Regions from separate parts of the Sus scrofa genome. Here region 2 is linked to region 1. Evidence: chromatin contacts called from public Hi-C data. All regions are on one chromosome and are shown on one strand. The core of a region is the stretch at or near the end of the contact, and the rest is flanking DNA. Distances in the headings are between cores, read along the strand shown.

Region 1 (4,715 bases), core at 184-2,683:
CAGAACTGTCTCCTCTCTCCCTTTTCCACCCTGGCTGGGACCAGGGCCAGGAGCAGGACTGCCAAGGCTGGATTTCTAACTTTCCCTTGAAACTGCTGCCGATGGAAAATGTTATTTCAGACATTAGAATTACAAGCTTGGATTTTGTTTTGTTTTGTTTTTTGTTTGTTTTCGCAAGTCCAGACTCTCTTTATTTTCCTCTTTCATTTATGGCAAGCTTGGACTTGTTTGGAATAAAATAAACGATCAAACATAACCTCAAAGGCATTCCTGCTGAACAGTGCATCCTGGGGAGAAATTACGCAAAAAAGGAACAAGAAAGTAAAACAAAATGGTCATAAAGTTCGAAACATAAACATCACAAAAAACAGTTCTTCAAAGAGTTTGTATTTTTTTTTTTGCCCACAAATAATTAACTAGTTAGATTACTGTTTGAGAATCTCTAACTTCCAGTAAGTGAATTGCTTCCCTTAACATTAGGAAACCAGGACGCCCAATTTTTAAAATTCCTACAATCTAGCCAAGCAAACGCGGGATAAACAACTTCTCTCTGAAAATCCTCCTGTATTTCACCAAACTTCTTTCCCCTATCTCCTGGCTCCATCTCTACACCCAAGCCAAGAAAGAATCATTCGAAAATGGCATCTCCGCATCCCCAACAGAACAGAGGCACCTTCTGGGAGTCGATCTGCCAGCTGAGCTGGGTGAGCTCTGGGGGAGGGAGAGTCTGCGGCATCAGGAAAAACTTTTTTCCTTCTCTGTCTCCAGTCGCCCCGCAAAGCTCTCTTTCCTGACGCACGCCCCAAACCCTCCAAAGAGAAGCCTCGGAAAAGAGAAGGGGAGGGTCACCCACCCTCCCGGCATCCCGCCCCGAGTCCAGGGATGCGCGCGCGGAGCCGTGGGAACCGGCCGTGCTCACCTTGCTCGCAGGTGCCCTTGCTGACCTGGGTGACGGCTTTCTCCCCGCGGCTCTCGGCCCTCAGGCTGGCGGCGCGCAGCTGGCAGCCGCTGGGGTAGGTGACGCCGTCGCTGCCGCACACCGGGTAGCGGCTCTTGCACACGCACACACCGCTTACGCCCGGGCCGCCGGCTGCTGCGCCCGCTTTACCCTTCCGCCTCTTGCGGCTCTTCACGCACTCCATGCCCGGCGCGCAGTGCCCCCTGCCGGCGCCGCCGCCCCCGCACGGCTCGCCCTCGCCGCGCGCGCACACCGGGCAGCAGCCGCACGCGTCGCGGGTCTCGCCCAGCGGGCAGCCCCGCGGGGGCAGGGGCGGGCAGGTGGCCGGCTCGCAGGGGCCGCAGGCGTCCGAAGAGGAGGAAGAGGAGAGGGGCAGCAGCAGGAGCAGCAGCCCGGCGGCGCCCAGCAGCAGGGCGGGCAGCGGCGGCCGCTCCATAACGGGGCGCGGGGCTCAGGGCGGCAGCCGGAGCGCGATTGAGCGGCAGCCTGCGGGCCTGCCTTTTAAGCCCTGCGCCCCGCCCAGCGGCGGGAGCCACACCCCGCGGCGCCTGAGCCCGCACCGCCTCTCCCACGCCCACGCCGCCCTCCCGGATCGCGGGCTCCCGCGCGCCCCTGCTGGCCGCGGGCGGGCATCAGCGGCCGGGCGTCTCAGCCGCTGGGATAGGCGCCCCTTTGGCTGCGGAGGGTGCGCCCCAGCCCTTCCAGGGTCGCCCGCAGTGACAGCAGCCCCTCATGATCTGGTCCCTGACTCTCACAGTCCCGCTAGTCCTAGTTTTTGTCTTTTCTTTGTCTCTTTATGGCCGCACTTGTGGCATATGGAAGTTTCCAGGCTAGGGATCCGATGGGAGCTGCAGCTGCGGGCCTAGGCTATAGATGTGGCAACATGGGATCCTTAATCCACTGAGTCCAGAGATCCAACCCGAGTCCTCATGGATAGTTGTTCAACCCGCTGAGCCACAACGGGAACTCCCGGATATACCCACTTCTCAACAACAGCAAAGTTGAGATGACCCCCTATTTAATCCATTATAGTCGGGGGTGGGGGTGGGGGTCTGGGAGGCCCGAGTACTGAGCACTCTGTTAAAAGAGTTTTGGAAGCTCCATTAAGAATAACGGGCTTTTCAACACCCACGTGAGGGTTTCGTGTCTGCATTGGCCACAGGCCCAGGGTGTCTTGGGTGCGGAGCCGAAAGGACAGGTCTTTGCCAAGCACTCCTATTTTCCAAGTACTCCTATTTTCGCGACCTCGTAACTGCCTCCTCCCGTGTGCTTTCTTATGCCAAGTCAGCTTGTAAGTAGGAGCACTGGAATTCCCTCCAGAGCTGGCAGGTCTTCAGTCCCAGTACACAGTACTGGGCCTCCATCAGACCCCTCTGGAGAACTGAGCACAGCTGGGGGTGCCACTGAGGCCCCTCAAGCGCCTCGATCTTCATCAATCATCCCCGTCAAAGCCTTTTTTTTTTTTTTTTGGTCCAAGAAAAAAGGCTCTTTAAATCCCTCTTATCCAAGCGTTTAGGTTGTTTCTTCTTTTTTCTTTTCTTCTTCTTCTCCTTTTTTTTTTTTTTTTAATGTCCTCACCCGCAGCACATGGAAGTTCCTGGGCCAGGGATTGAATCTGAGCTTCAGCTGCAAACTACACCAACAGCTGTGGCCACATCGGATCTTTTAACCCTTTAACCCTTTAACCCTTTATCCTTGGGCCCTTATGGGGAATGAACTTGAACCTCCGTAGTGACCCAGAGCTGCTGCAGAGGGATTCTTAACTCACTGTGCCAGAGCCAGAACTCCGTCCATTTTTATTAAACATATGACACTGTAGTGTGCATCATTATGCACATGGAATTTTAGTTCTTTGAGGTTTTTTTTTTTTTTTTTTTTTTTGCTTTTCAAGGCCACACCCAGCATATGGGAGTTCCCAGGCTAGGGATCCAATCAGAGCTGCAGCTGCCAGCCTACACCACAGCTCACAGCAACCCAATGAATGCTTAACCCACTGAATGAGTCCAGGGATCATGGACCCCTATCTTCATGGATACTAGTTGGATTCGTTTCCTCTGAGCCACCACAGGAACTCCCCGAGTTCTTTTTCCTTAGCACAAATGCAAGAATTTATAGGATCATTAACTCAGTTGTGGTTCACAATGCCACCAGCAATGGATGGATGTCACTCTCACCAGAGTCTTCCTAGGATAATTATTGTAAATCTTTTTGAAAATTAAATAGTTATAGAATTCAGAGAATAAAAAAGCAGGCACCCTCTTATCTAGAAGAGCTAGCACTGATTCTTTGGCCTCTCCTTAGCATATTCTAGAAAAGTGGCACATGTTAAAGGTCACGTGTTGACATGACAATTGTTTATAAAACAATGAAGCATCTTTACAGCAGAGTTTTTCTAACTATTCTCGCCTCTGTCCCTTGGTGATGGAGTTTACATGATCCGGTATACAGTTCCACGTTGAAAAAAATGCAGAGTGCACTCCACTATTACCCACTCTAATGTTATTAATTCACTGGTCAAGTCACCTCAGTTGATTTCATGTCCCTCTATGGCTGTCATAGTATTGGGATCTCCAGCACCTAAGACAAGTTATTCCTGAGAAAGTACTTTCCCCAAGAGCCCGAGTCAGGACACACCAGCTGGGGCAGAGGCAGTGGAGAGTGAGCAGGCTGGGGAGGCAGCCCTCACAGGTGCTTATCACGTCAGCTCTGGGCCAGCTGGGCTTTGGAGCCAGAGGAAGCCCTCGGGCTCTACGCAGTTCTGTGTATGCGAGGGGTGGGGGCTGGGGGCGGGCAGGGACAGCAGCTGCACCACCAAGTGCTGTACCCCATGGTTTTTTTCAAACCCTGCATGGGAGGCAGCAGTAAGAACAAGGGCATGCGGCCTGATGGGTCCCTTTGGGGAGCAGAAGAACAAACATGGTTTTTAGCACTGGAGGGGGTGTCTGGGCTGCATGTGACAGCACCAATATGGAGGATTCAAGCACAGGAGGAGATGTGGTTATGCAGAAGAAGAAAAGTCAGGCTCCCTGACTTTTTAGGGCCGCACTCGGGGCATATGGAGTTTCCCAGGCTATGGGTCAAATCGGAGCTGTAGTTGTTGGCCTACAACAACAGGTCGTGGCAAATCCAAGCCGTGTCTGTGGCCTACACCACTGGTCATGGCAATACAGGATCCTTAACCCACTGAACAAGGCCAGGAATCAAACCTGAGTCCTCATGGATGCTAGTCAGATTCGTTGACCACTGAACCACAGCAGGAACTCCAGGGAAGTGGCGCTTTACAAAGACACTTGACAGCTCCCTCCTTCCAAGAAAGATGATGTGGTGACCTGTTCAGCTTGAGTTCTGGTGAGACAAAGAGCCTCAATGTGGAGACCAGATATGTTATCTGCAAATAGAGAGAATTCTACTAGATGCCCTTTATTTCTTTTTCTTGCCTAATTGCCCTGGCTGGAGCCTCGTATAATGAGGAATAGAAGTGGTGAGAGGGAGCTTCTTTGCCTTGTTCCTGCTTAGGAGAAAGCTTTCAGTCTTTCCCCATTAAGTAAGATGTTCCCTGTCGGTTTTTCATAGATGGTCTTATTCTGTTGAGGAAATTGCTTTCTATTTCCAGTTTGTTGATTGCTTTTATCATGAATAGGTATTGTATTTTGTCAAATGCATTTTTTGCATCTATTGAGATGATCAATAAAAATGTATTTTATTCTATTGATAGTGTATTACATTAATTGATTTTTGAATGTTAAACCAAATTTGC
Region 2 (4,642 bases), core at 674-3,173, 58 kb before region 1:
CACATTTCGGGTCATGGTCCCTCTTGAACTAATTTTTGTGCTGCTGTGAAGCAGAGGTCAAAGTTCATCGCCCTTCCCTCTTGAACTAATTTTTGTGCTGCTGTGAAGCAGAGGTCAAAGTTCATCGCCCTGCCAGTGGCTTTGGCATCATTTGTTGAAAACGCCATCCTTTTCCTACTGAATGTGGCGCCTTTGTGGTCAATCCACTGACCATGTCTGTTGGTCTTTTTCTGGATTCTCTATTCTGCTCCACTGCCCTACGCATCTCTCCCTTACCAACAACCACGGTAAGACCTAGGACTGACTGTATTACACTGGGAGTTCCTGTCGTGCCACAGTGGAAATGAATCCAACTAGTAACCATGAGGTTGCGGGTTCGATCCCTGGCCTTGCTCAGTGCGTTAAGGATCTGGCATTGCCGTGAGCTGTGGTGTAGGTCGCAGATACAGCTTGGATCTGGTATGGCTGTGGTTCTGGCATAGACCTGTAGCTACAACTCCAATTGTACCTCTAGCCTGGGAAACCTCCATATGCCATGGGTGTGGCCCTAAAAAGACAAAAACAAAACAAAACAAAACAAAACAAAAAAAACCCAAAACTGTATTAAACTGGAACCAACTCATGGAGGGCAGATCCATCCAGTCATCTCCCCCCAGTCCTCTCCTCACTCCAAGCAGCAGACCATTTCAGGCAGAGCCAATGTTCTTTAGAAACATCTGAACCCACCCAGGAACACTTTGCTTCCTTTTACTTATTTATTTTTTATCTGGGGGCCACACTGGTGGCACGCCGAAGTTCCCAGGCCAGGGATTAAATCCAGTCTGCAGGTGCAGGCTGTGGCAGAGAGGGACCTTAACCTGCAGGTAAACCATGAATGAGTAACCCCAGGGCACGACTGGGACCAACCATCTCTGAGTTCTCCTCTCTCTCCCAGCTCTTAGAATACACATAAAACCCTAGGTGAATGGTATTTGGACCATTCTGAGAAGTACATGATTTTGTCAAGCCTGCAAACAGGCTATCCTGGAGTTTTCCAAGCTCCCCAAGCACACAGCCGTACAGCTCACTGGGTCTTGCTGGGTGGATGGGCGGGACATCAGGACGTGTTTGCAGCACATAAAGGAAACCCTGGGCGATTTCAAACCTCCGGAACAAATGCTGACACACAGAGAGCAAGTGGACAGGTCACACATGGAAGTGGAGGGACGGTGAAAAGACGTATGGCCAACACAGTGACAGATCCAACAACAACCTCCCCACGTGCTCCACTGACAGGCAAGTTCACTGCCAAAAGCCACATCAAACTGCTAGTTCAGCACACAACTCAATTCCTGACCGCTCTGACCCACCTCAGGAGAGTGCCCCAAAACGATGCTTTTCCCCCTAGCCAAGCTTGTCGAAGCCCCCAGGCCAGGGATCCAACCCACAGCACAGCAGTAGCCAGAGCCACAGCAGTGACAATGCCTGATCCTTAACCCACTGAGCCACCAGAACACTCTACAACAAAATGATTCTTTAACAGATAACTTCTAACTCTGTCCATGTTCCCTTTTTCCCAAGACCAAAGCAGATTCAGAATTATTTCTGTTTTTAAGGATAAAGGAACTTTTGGTTCATTCTGTGCTTATTTGGGGGCAGAAAGCTCAAAAACAGTCCTTGAGGCCAAGCCAAGGGTAACAACACGGCCACTAAATCATGCTCAGTGTTTGGATTCCATCTGAAACAAGTCACAGAATATTTAAATGTACAGGGACAAACAGCAGGATAAGTTCAATTATTTATGTATCCCTGCCATTGTTCCATTAAGGACTCCAGGCGCTCCAACCTCTGTCTAGCAGACTTCCTGTGCAGAGTGAGCGCCCTCTGCCCCCACCCCACCCCGGGGACAAGTCCAGGCCACAACTGAGCGTCACAGTGCTGTCTGGAGGCTGACAGCAGGAGGCAGGAGCAGAAGCGGCTACTCCAGGACTCTCCCCACCTCCAGCCCACCCTACCTCTCTGTCTCAGATGACTGTCCCCAAACCAGGTGAATCTACTATCTTTCTCAGCTCTCATGACCTGGTCAGTCCTCACTCATTTGCTCTTCCTCAGCTTCCTGAATTCACGGCCTTGCTCCCTTGTTTCTGTAAGTCTTGCCTAGTAACCTTAGGCAGTTTTTTCTTTTGAATCATCCCTTGAAGGGAAAGAGGAAGAAAAAGAAGAAGGAGGAGGCAGAGGACAAGGAGAAGAAAGAGAAAAAGAAAGGAAGAAAGCGCGCCAGACCCTAGATGACTGGCGGCAAGGCAAGGGGGACGGGGGTTCCGAGTTTGGAAGAAAACTAAAGTTTAGCTCAATGACTCAGTGTCACCTTCCAAGTGCCCAGAGGAGTCAGGAGTCTCCAACAGAGTCGCCACCTAAGCCCACTCCTCCCCTTCAGCCACTTTTAATTAAGTTCTAGACAAATGACCCACAGAGAACAGATGACTTCAGCAATATTCCATTATAAACTAGAGATAGCTATGTTCTGAGGAGTCACTGAAGATACAGCAAAGCAAGAGTCATGGATGAGTGGGTTTCAATTTGGGCTGTTTCAGTCTGATTCTGAGGAAGGGAAGGTCTTACAAAACACACAAATGTCATATGAGGAAAAGGCCTGAAAAGGGAAGAATTCTGAATCTTAATTCATTCAAGCTCATCTGACTTGACGCTGTAGCAGAGAAGACAGAGTTAAAATCTGTTATCCTATAAAAAAGCATGGGATAATGTAAAAGAAATATGTGAACAATTTCCTCCTCTCTTACAGAACACTCCTCAGATATGACCTGGGATGTCCTCACCATGTTATCACTAAAAAAATAAAAACAAAAACCCCAGAGCACTCTGGGGGAGAGACCGCTTGGCTCTGGGTCCTTGTCCACCCACATTTACAGAATAAGGAACCAGGCGGGTCTGGGAATTTTCTCTTTGGGTTGGAAGTACACGTGCCCATCACGAATGTGCCCTAGAGTGCAATTACGTGGTGCCGCTGACATCCACCAGGCTGGGAGGCTTTCCTGCCTGGTTCTGCAGCTCTCACCCCACAGATCAGCCTAAGCCCAGGGTTTCTGGAATGTGCTGGGTTCCACACTCAGACTGTAGCTCTCACTCAATGCATGTGGACACCATAGTTGAGTATAAGACTCCTCCCAGTTATAAAGGATTTGCCAACTACACTCCTCTTCCCTCAAGATGCTGGCTCCTAAAATAGTTCAGAGAGAGTATGTGCATTCATACCAAAAAAGGAGGACCTGAGAATGCAGTGACACACCACATAAGGAGATCAAGAGTTCAGACAACTTGGCCAAACCTCCACAATGGATTCCAATAACACACCGAGGGGAAAAGCCCTGAACAAAAGTACAAGACGGGCAAAGAATAGTAGGAAGGCACTACGGCCCCAAGAGGGAAGCAGATGAAACACATGGAAGCTTCCTGATATTAAAGAAGGGGAAGCAGGAACTGTGGGCTAATTAAGGGCAGAGCCATCTGCCAAGACCAAGTCACTCAGGGACACTGGGAGGTGGGGGTACAGCAGCTGACCTTATGGGAACTGAGCCCACAGTCCCACAGGAGGCCGTGGAGGGACCGTGCGGTGGAGGGTGGAAGGGGGCCCCTGGTACTGGAGGTGCGTGACTTGGGGCGTCTCGGGAGAGGACTCTGGAGGCTGTGCAGCAGGATAGGCACAGGTGGGGCCTGGGAGCCTAAGACAAGGTGGTAGGTGATGCGATGGACAGAGAGGGATGGGCAGGCCCCACAGTTTTGCAGGGAGAGCCACACTGGCACAGGAAGCTGCAGGGAGGGAGGGAGTCCAGGCCTCCGGCTATGCAGGGCTGCCAGCAGAGAAGGCACTGGCAGGAGAACGGGGAGTTGCCCTGGGCGATGAGGGGTGCTGGACCCGGGTAGAAGGGAGACGCCCGCAGACGCCTGCTGCCTGGTTTACACTATATCCCTGGGCAGGCTGGGGGGTCCTTGGTGTGGAAGGGACACAGCGCTGGCTGGCTCTCCAGGAATTCCATCAGCTCAGCTGGCTGCAGCCACCAGCCTGTCCCCCCAGCAGAGGAGAACAGAGGAGCAGACAGCTAAGACATCGCTCAGCCACCAGCCACTTACAAGCAGGGACAGTGAGTCCCCTGGAGGCTGGCCGGCCAGCCAGCACCACACAGCCCTGGTGACAGCGCACACGAGCCCTCAACTCCTGCTGACTCCTGTTACCTCTGGTTAATGAGACCCCATTCTGGCTGCATTCTGATGCTCAAAGTCTTTCCAGACAGCACTAGCCAATGTTTCCTATAGTGTCTGTGTTACACCACACATTCAGATGTCCGTGACTGTGAATCCTACAATGGCTCAAAGTTATCACCAGTTTGACCTGACCATGGAACACAGACAGCAAGTCGTGGGAGTTCTTTTTAATTCTTTTTTGGCTGCCCTGAGGCACGTGGAGTTCCTGGGCCAGGGGTCAGACCCGAGCTGCAGCTGTGACCTGTCCTGCGTTATCTGATGCTGCAGAGACACCTCGGATCCTGCTGCACCATAGTGGGAACCCCCATAGGAGCTCTCCTGTGGTGCAGCAGATTAAGGAGTCAGTCAGCGTTGTCTCTGCTGTGGCAGAGGTTCGATTCCT

Evidence for each region. Hi-C and Micro-C count contacts between places; a contact is called where the count stands out from the background.
Region 2: a contact with region 1 is called in a Hi-C map of skeletal muscle, with 5 times the contacts expected there. The contact joins the enhancer-like site here to the promoter of IGFBP7 in region 1. A contact is called at or near these places in 1 of 5 promoter capture datasets (liver), 22 of 47 Hi-C or Micro-C datasets (alveolar macrophages, brain, embryonic fibroblasts and 11 more) and 1 of 2 datasets of contacts at active chromatin or transcription factors (skeletal muscle).

Annotation. Positions count from the first base shown.
Region 1 is chr8:56,356,389-56,361,103 of Sscrofa11.1, forward strand. It overlaps IGFBP7 (insulin like growth factor binding protein 7), which reads right to left and starts at 1,434. Exons shown (of 5, transcript NM_001163801.1): 1 at 920-1,434. The coding sequence starts at 1,394.
Region 2 is chr8:56,298,353-56,302,994 of Sscrofa11.1, forward strand. All of the region lies in intron 1 of IGFBP7 (insulin like growth factor binding protein 7), which reads right to left. Among named protein-coding and RNA genes, the nearest start is that of IGFBP7, 57 kb to the right of the region's middle. Within about 2 kb of position 1,924, at least 35 of the 83 cell types and tissues checked have an H3K27ac peak or open chromatin away from gene starts, as enhancers often do. A contact at or near this core is called in liver, omental adipose tissue, retroperitoneal adipose tissue and 2 more, where this site is marked.